Regions from separate parts of the Gossypium hirsutum genome. Here region 1 is linked to region 2. Evidence: chromatin contacts called from public Hi-C data. All regions are on one chromosome and are shown on one strand. The core of a region is the stretch at or near the end of the contact, and the rest is flanking DNA. Distances in the headings are between cores, read along the strand shown. Region 1 holds the start of LOC107948424 (heterogeneous nuclear ribonucleoprotein Q). Region 2 holds the start of LOC107948296.

Region 1 (4,563 bases), core at 371-2,870, 230 kb before region 2:
GTTCAAGTACTTCAATAACTAACTTAAACTCATTTAGGCTTATCTATATTATTTTATTTTTAAAATATAATTATTTTTAATTTAATATTTATTAATTATATTTACCTTACTGTATTTTTCGTATTATTAAAATTTAAATATTAAAACATTTTTTAACATTAACATATTATATTGATTTTTCATAAAATATAAATTATATATATAAAATAAATGAAAAATAATAATATATATAAAAACACGAATATTAAAAAATTAAAGAATACTTCTTTTCATTCATTATATTATTAAATTTACATTAAAAAAAAAATTCTATTCTACATTTTCATATAATAGAGTTTTTTTATGATTTAAACAATACAATGAAGTTGGAGCTAGATTCAACGTACTAACAATAAGTAATTATTAATAATAGATAAAATCATTTGAATAATTCTTTTTTGTATTTATTCATTTAAGAAGAATAAGTAATATTTATAAATTAATAATATATATATATTAATTTTAGGGAAGAAGAGAAAATACATTAGTCCTCAGCTCTGAAAATAATTTCCTCCGATCCTAGATTTCCCCTCAATTGCACCATTTAAAAGAATTCACCAATCCATCAAGCATTCCTCCTCTGCTTGTGTTGCAGTTCAATCTTTAGTTTTTGCATTAGATTACACCATCCCCACCCCTCTCTTCTTGGGTTTTATCAGTGAATCTACAATATTATAAAATCATACATCTTACTTCAATCCTACCATTGCAAAACTAATATAAATATAGTAATTATATTATAAATGTACCAAAAAAATAGAAATTATATTTTGACGTTAAAATTAATACTTAATGCTTAATTTCATCATTTTAAATCATTATTATATATACAAAATAAATTAAACTATAATATCAATTCTACTACCTTTATTAAAACTTAAAATTTTCATATATTAATATTTTATTATCATATTAAAACTAATTTTGAAAAAAGAAAATATTTGATGTAAGTTTTTAGACTCCACGAGTAAAGTTAGAAAGTTGACAAAGTCTTATACAGTATAATAAAATATTAAAAAATATTAAAAAAAAGAGAAGATTGACAAATGTCTTATAGTGGTATAATAAAGTATTAAAAAAGAGACATACAATAATTTTTTAAAATTACTTGTAAAATAAAAAAAATATATTATGTACTAAATATTAACATTTATTTTCTTCGCTACAAATAATAATATTATTTAATACATTAATAATATAATTAATTTATTTAGAGAGATAAAAAATGAAGATAGAAAAATTGAAAGTACGGGATTTATAACATTGCAATTTTCTAAATAAAGATATAGTTTTTTAATATTGTATAATTAATTAAATTATGGTTTAGGTAATGGAAAGTTCTTTTAAATTATTATTTAACATTCTGTTTTAATTATTAGTTTTTTTAATAATAAATACTTACATTAATTATATGAAATGAAAATATATTATGAACTTAAAAATTATATATAAATTTGAACTTCAAAATATTAATTATTAAATTTATATTTTAAACCAAAATTTTTAGTTTTAATTTAATTTTTAAATTTAATATTTTTTTTCCAAAATCGTTTAAATTTCTCAATTATCTTAAGCTGGCCGTTAGTAGCCCCTCCTCAATCCCCATATATAAAACATAATAATAAACAAAACACCATTCATTCTATTGCTATCTGTAGGGTACAACACCGATTCTGAAGCCCCTGCGAAATTAAAAGCTCCTCTTTTAATCTCACAAATTAGGGTTTTCCGTAACAAAATCCCTTATTAGGGTTTTCCTCTCATTCTTCAATATTTCGAGCTCGGTAAGCACTCTTTTCTTCTTCTTTTCCCCCCGAAATTTTTGTATACATAATCACCAATATCTTCTTTGCTTTTAGTGCTGAATGTTTAATATATATATATTTCCTAATCAATCGACGTTTCAGGATATATTGAATTCGAAATGCTTGTATGCTTTTCTTTTTCCTGTTTATTAAATTGTTGAAGTTATTGCTAAACGCTAAGATATAAATATAGTGAAATTTGAAAAAAAAAAGAAAAAGAAAATTGTATTTTCTATCTTTGATGTTTGGAGTTTCATAAATTGTTAGCGAATTAGCGAGGTAAGTTCAAAAATAAAAGAAGTAAGGAAAACTGAGCCCTTTATATCTTTTTCATATATATAATATACACATAATATGGATCGAAAATTTGAAAGACGGGCTGCTAGCAAATTGTTAAATTAATTATTAAACCTTTTTCTCCATTTGCTTTGGCCATTGCTGCGTTATAATAAGAAATATTTCTTTGCAAATCTGTTTTTCTCTTTTGCTGGAATCTCTTATTGTATTCCTTCTATTTCTATATTTTATGCCTTTAGGTTCAATTTCTCATTACTTATTTTCTGCCTTTTTGTTTTTCTTCCCTTTTTCCCCTTTTGGTGAATGAATTTCCCAGATATATAAGTAATCGATGAAACTGGCCGTTTTCTTGGGCAATTGTCTGTATCTTTTATCTAGTTTCAAGAATACTTTGTTGACATCAGAATCCTCTTGATTATCACTCACAACTCTCTTTGCCTGTGTCTATTGCTTTTTTTTCTTTGTTTTTACTATTCTGGAACTCTCTTTTCTGAGAACCACTCTAGCTGCGACTCCTTTGAAGCCATATATCCTCATGGAAAAAATTCAGTCAAAAGTCTTATTTTGCAACTCCATTGGCCTCTCATTTTTTTCCTACTTTCCACATTTGTACTCTTTTCTTTTGTCAATGCTTCTGGCTTCTGTGCTTCCTTCACAGTTGTCTTGCAAGCTTGCTTTATTAGATACATAAAATGTCAAGGACAAGGGAAGAGAATGAAGAGCAGGTAGACCTTGAAGGGGACAATGAGCAAGAGGAGACTATAGGGGAAGAGGTTGAATATGAAGAAATAGAGGAAGAGGAGGAAGTGGAAGTTGAGGAAGAGGTTGAAGAAGAGGTGGAAGATGAGGATGAGAATGAGAATGCTGAGCTTGTTGATGTTCAAAAAGGCTCTGATGGTGATGAGGAGTTGAATGATTCTGAGACAGAGGAAGAAAAGAAAAAGAAACATGCAGAACTTCTTGCACTTCCTCCTCATGGATCAGAGGTCTACATTGGTGGCATTCCTCATGACACTTCTAAAGAGGACTTGAAGAGATTTTGTGAATCTATAGGAGAAGTCATAGAGGTACATTGCTAATATCAATGCGCTGCCTGTATGCTTATTTTGACTGACTAGATGCGTAAATATAATGACTGCAGGTTAGGATAATGAAGGGGAAGGATTTAGGTGAGGGCAATGGTTATGCTTTTGTGACGTTCAGATCCAAAGAGTTAGCATCCAAAGCTATTGAAAGACTGAATTATTCTGAATTCAAGGTGAGGAAGAATGCACAGCTTTTTGTGTTAACAGATTCTAGCAGGGCTTAACATAATAATATATGCTGTTATTTATTTGTGTTAGTATTCCTCTCCCTTTTTGCTTCCTATGAATATATACATTGATGAATTGTGGCATCATTTCTTTTTCACTTATATTTTCTCCTTTGTAACATATATCTGTTTTCTTGTTTTCTCCTTTTTGTCTTCTTCAGGGGAAGAAGATAAAATGTTCAACTTCTCAAGCAAAGAATAAGTTGTTCATTGGTAATGTTCCCAGAAACTGGGGGGAGGAAGTTATGAGGAGGGTTGTAAATGATGTTGGGCCTGGAGTCGGTTGTATTGAATTGTTGAAGGTTTGTGCATATATTGTCTGTCGTATCCCAGTTTATGAGACTGATTCAGTTTAATATTCCATTACTTATGTGCCAGCCTGTATTAGTTTTTGATGGCATGTGCTTGACGTGGCAGGATCCAATGAACCCCGGCCGAAACCGTGGATTTGTTTTCATTGAGTACTCTAATCATGCATGTGCTGAATACTCGAGACAGAAAATGTTGAAGCCAACATTTAAGCTTGATGATAATGCTCCAACAGTGAGTTGGGCTGACCCTAGAAATGCTGAATCTTCTGCTACTACTCAGGTTTTCTAATCTATACTTTAATGTTGGCCATACTTAGCTGGGGATTTGCATTGACAGTTGTATAGTAATAATGTTTGACATGGTGCAGGTTAAGTCATTGTATGTCAAGAATTTACCACGAGATATAACTCAGGATCGCCTAAAGAAGCTGTTTGAACATCATGGAAAGATCACAAAAGTTGTAGTTCCTCCTGCAAAAGCGGGAAAGGAGGACAGCAGGTATGGGTTTGTGCATTTTGCAGAGAGGTCAAGTGTTATGAAAGCATTGAAGAATACTGAAAAATATGAGATTGATGGTATACTATGCTCCTTACCTTACTGCTATTATCAACTTCTTGCATTTCCTCGGAGTATAAAGGCATTATTGATGATATTTTGTTGTATTTTCTCTTATTGACAGGTCAAGTGTTGGAGTGTTCTCTTGCAAAACCACAAGCAGACCAGAAATCTTCTGGAGGATCTGGCTCCCAGAAGTCAACCTTAGATTCAAGCTTCCCTCCATTAGGATTTGGTTTACTT
Region 2 (4,450 bases), core at 1,558-4,057:
GTCATCAAATGTCACAACCTAACATGACATGTGATGTGGCGAAAACTGATAAAATAAAAATAAAAATATATAAAAGTTATAGAAAAATTATAAATTTTTTTTTTGGTAGAATAATTTTTATAATTTTTTTACATTTTTTTATAATTTTCTTACGACTTTATAAAATTTTATAATTCTTTTAGGATTTTTATAATTTTTTTAAATTTTTAATAAATTTTAAATTTTTTAAATTTTTATTAAAATTTAATCATTTTTGTTTATTTTTATTTTTTATCACATGTCATGACGTGGTTGTAACACGTGGTGACTTTAACTAAAAAAATTAGGGACGATTAACTTTAACGGTCAAAAAGTTTTTTAAATGCATTTTGATAATTCAAGTATTCAATTGAATAAAAAAATAAGAGCTTAATTGTTTTTTTTTATTTTAAAGACGTTTTTTATACATTTTAAAAATTCAAGTACTCAACTTGAGTGTAAAAAAAAGAATATAGGAATTTAATTACTTTAAAAAAAAAGTATGAGAATTTTTCACAACTTTAAACATTTTTTTTCTACCAAATACACTTAAAAACTATTTCTATCCACTTTTTTACTCCCTTCTTTCATCCATTTACTTTCCCGTCCAACCCAACAGCTTAATTGTTAAGAGGGTATGAAAGGGTTGCAGCCGTGAAAATAGACTAAAATTAGAAGCATATTTTTGACAAACGAAAGGTGAAACAAATGAATACATATATGTGGAGAGTAAAACAGTCAACATTCTAATGTTTCAAAATGTGATGATAGGTGAAACAAATGAATACATATATGTAGAGAGTAAAACAGTCAACATTCTAAAATTCTCAACTCTTTACCTAATACCCATTCCCATCCGCTTTCAAATTTTCAACCATTTCCCAAAGGAAAAAGAAAGTTAGAATTTCAATTTCAAAGGCTCGTGATTGTGAATTTTTTACCACTCCCTCCTTTCCATGCTTGTGTCACTCACACTCATTTATTTATTCTTTTGTTAAACCATTGGTCTAATTTTTTCAGCAGTCCCTGTACTCTTTACATTTTTAAAAGTTAATCTCTATTAATTGATATTTAACAGAATTTAGTTAAAAATGTTATGACTTTTGAATAAAAAGTTGAATACAATACATTTAAATTTAGAAAAAATGTTATCAAATAAATAAAAAGACTACATATTTGAATTTAAATAGATAAACAAAACTGTGTTTGTATAAAATAAATGGCTGTATTTGGCATTCAGTCATAGCAATCAAAACATCAACCCAAAGCTTTTGTGTAATCTTTTTAGCTGTTATTTAACACTTTTTTTTTCATTAAACAAAAGTGTGCTCCATTACCTAAAAGAAAAAAAAAAGTGTCATGTTTTAATCAATGTTGCTTTTATGGACTTACTTAAAAAAATCATGCTCTCCTTTTACAAATCTAACTTTTACTAGTTATAAAGTACAATCAACTTACCTTTTAAAATTGATTTTTATATATTAACCATTTTTAATTAATTATTAATTGAAATATGAAATTTACATGATACTCGTGAAATTTTATTAAAATAACAACAAAAAAATTTACAACCGTATCTACAGACCCTTGTATCAAGTAAAACCAAATCAAAATTAAAAAAAAAAAAGGAATAGGAAAAATCAATGTGCATTTCATTTTTCTTACTTTGTCAAAACAGTCAATCATCGTGTAACGTCACCACGAAAGAGAATTTTGAAAAATAGGCGGGACCCGCAAGTTACCCAACTACGACCGCAGACCAAACAGCGCTTGAGCTGTGCCCCACAACTGTCATCACGCACCTCAGATTAACGGCTCCGATCTCCTACCGGATGCAAGCCGCTTCATTCCACCTAGACTGACCGGTTCACTCTCCATAATTTCAGGCTCTATCGATATTGCGTCACGATCATCTGGTGGCAAACGAGACCTAATGTCCCTATTCCCTGGCGGCGACGGGGCTACTGGAAGCGCGTCTGATTCACTTGCTTTCCCACTGGACCTGAAAATAGCACGAAAACTTGAAAATAAACCGCTTCTTTTGCCCGTCGTTTTCTCTTTAACTGTTTCAACTCCGGTCGATTTTTGGCTGTTCCTTTTTAGCCGGCCATTACGGTCACGCTTCGATCTCACTCTTCCCATACAAGAAACCTTAGGCGAAGATGGTTCAACAACTGGCCGATCCGATTTAACTGAGCCAGGCCGTTTAGGAAACAATCTAGTGTTCCCAGGTTTCCTGTTCTTCGTTTCGACAAAGCAAGACTTCTGCGGTTTCGGTAAGCCGATGATGGAAGCTTTAGGCTTTCTAAGAGAAAAGCGTTGAGAATTGGAGATCGAGTTAAGATTAGGGTTGAGGTTTGCAGAGTTGGGACCTGAATTTCCTTTATGCGAATCTTTCCGTTCGTAAAAAGCGTTACGATCGAACCAGTCGAACTCGGCGTCTTTGGATAACCAAAACGATTCTGGCGGGAAATCCGATGGGATTTCTTCTTCAATATGTTTCTCCGCCGGGTGGAGGTGGTCGTCGGAATCACTTTCGCTGGTTGCTAAAGTCTCGCAAATGATTTTGTTGTCGCAAGAGCCACCGGCACAGGCGGAAACAAGGGTTTCTAAATTGCCCTGTGGCATTGTACGAAGGAAAAAAAAACACGCGCACTTGAATGTAGAAAAGGGTAGAAGTTTGACAGAGAGGAAAGTCGAATTGAGAATATTTATATATATAAAAAAAAAAGTAAATTGCTTTTTTCTTTCGGAAAATTGAGAGAAAAATTGATGTTTTGGGAGGGAGAGTTTCAACGTTGTTGACTAGCGTTTGCTTTCTTTTTATGGTTTGAGATTATTTCTGATTCAGATAAAAGTGATATTTAGATAAATTCTTTGAAATTATAACGTTTTAAAAATATTTATTTGGAGGTATTTTTATTTTTATTAAAAATGCAATAAAAATTTAAATGGTGCCATAACATTTATATCATCAATAACATTTACATAAATAATGTATTTAATATTTTTTTTATATGATGCATTTATGTGTTTAAATTTCTATTTTAATTATTTTATATTTTATTATTAATTAATTTAAAATAATAAATTTCATTATTTATTGTATGTTAATATCCATATTCTAAATAAGTAATTTTGATTAAAATGTTATTAAAATTCAAAATATAAGCAGCTAAATATAATTAAAAAGTATCAAAACATATAATTTAAAAAATGGGATTCAGAATTGTTTTGAATTAATAGAATATGTAATTAGGAAATAGAAAAGAACCCACAGAAATTCTTTGCTTGCGAAATCCAGATACTAGTAGCAGTAGTAAACCACTTCATGCATGACGTAAAGGTAATGGTTGCTTGATGGATATAGGTAAACATGGACAAATTTTATTTTTCATATATGTAATAGAAAATATATCCACAATCGTCCAAAAAGTTAGATAGAAATTATTAGCATAGTGCGTGTTCTTTTTCTTCTAGATCCTTTTGTCTTCCTTTCTCGTTTTATGCTCAACCAAATCCACTAAAACAAATTCATATAATTTATTTAGTTTTACTGCATACCGTAAACGCGTGTGCAAATATATATTATTGATTTCATTTATATCAAATAAAGTTTACAGTGGTTAGTCACGATTCATGTAGAGAGCTGTAAGAAGCGTTATGAATACTCATGAGTAAAACAAGATGCTAGTGAATAGAGAGGAGATCCTGAAACCCTTCTCGAGGCATCATGTGTTTGTCTTTCACCGATTTCATATTCTCTATAGTTGATCAGTCGATCTATTGATATCACTTTTTCTTTTAAGTAAGGGTTGCTTTATAAGGATAATAGTAAATATGATGTTTGGATATGTTGCTTTTTTCAGAGGTGTCATCATAATTTGTGCTCACATTGTTGTGGGTTCGCGAGGTGGAAGCTCTCTAAGCCCTAGTTGGTAGGATTTGGTTCTTGTGAGTTTCTAGTTCGCAAGGTATTCTATAAGATCAGTTTGCGAGATGTAAATATAATTAATTAATTAATTTAGATGAATAATTCAAAGATTTGATGATATTATAATAAAATTTTATAAAAGAAATTGTTGGGAAGTCAAAATTTATAAAAATGTAAGCATATATATATAATTTATATTATAAAAAAGGCATAAAATGTAATATGAAAATTGAAGTTACAGCAGGTAATGATTAGTTGGGTAATATGATGTTGGGGTAGGAGGAAAGCCGGAGTTCATTAGGTATGAACCAGTTGGACAAAAGGAGAGACAACAGCTTGATTCTAACAAATCTCCTCATCCACCTTTTCATCACTATCACTATTTAGGTTAGATGGACCTGATAATATTAATTATGATATGACTAGGTTTTGTATTTAATTTCATTTGAGAATTTTAAAAATAATCATAAATATATTTAATTTATTTATACTAAATAA

The links. Hi-C and Micro-C count contacts between places; a contact is called where the count stands out from the background.
Region 1: a contact with region 2 is called in a Hi-C map of seedling, with 2.4 times the contacts expected there. The contact joins the promoter of LOC107948424 here to the promoter of LOC107948296 in region 2. A contact is called at or near these places in 2 of 34 Hi-C or Micro-C datasets (leaf and seedling).

The regions. Positions count from the first base shown.
Region 1 is chrA04:51,774,560-51,779,122 of Gossypium_hirsutum_v2.1, reverse strand. It overlaps LOC107948424 (heterogeneous nuclear ribonucleoprotein Q), which reads left to right and starts at 1,620. Exons shown (of 9, transcript XM_016882964.2): 1 at 1,620-1,823; 2 at 2,458-3,208; 3 at 3,283-3,399; 4 at 3,615-3,755; 5 at 3,871-4,044; 6 at 4,133-4,340; 7 at 4,445-4,563. The coding sequence starts at 2,834.
Region 2 is chrA04:51,546,108-51,550,557 of Gossypium_hirsutum_v2.1, reverse strand. It overlaps LOC107948296, which reads right to left and starts at 2,807. Exons shown (of 1, transcript XM_016882795.2): 1 at 1,538-2,807. The coding sequence starts at 2,646. The coding sequence ends at 1,822.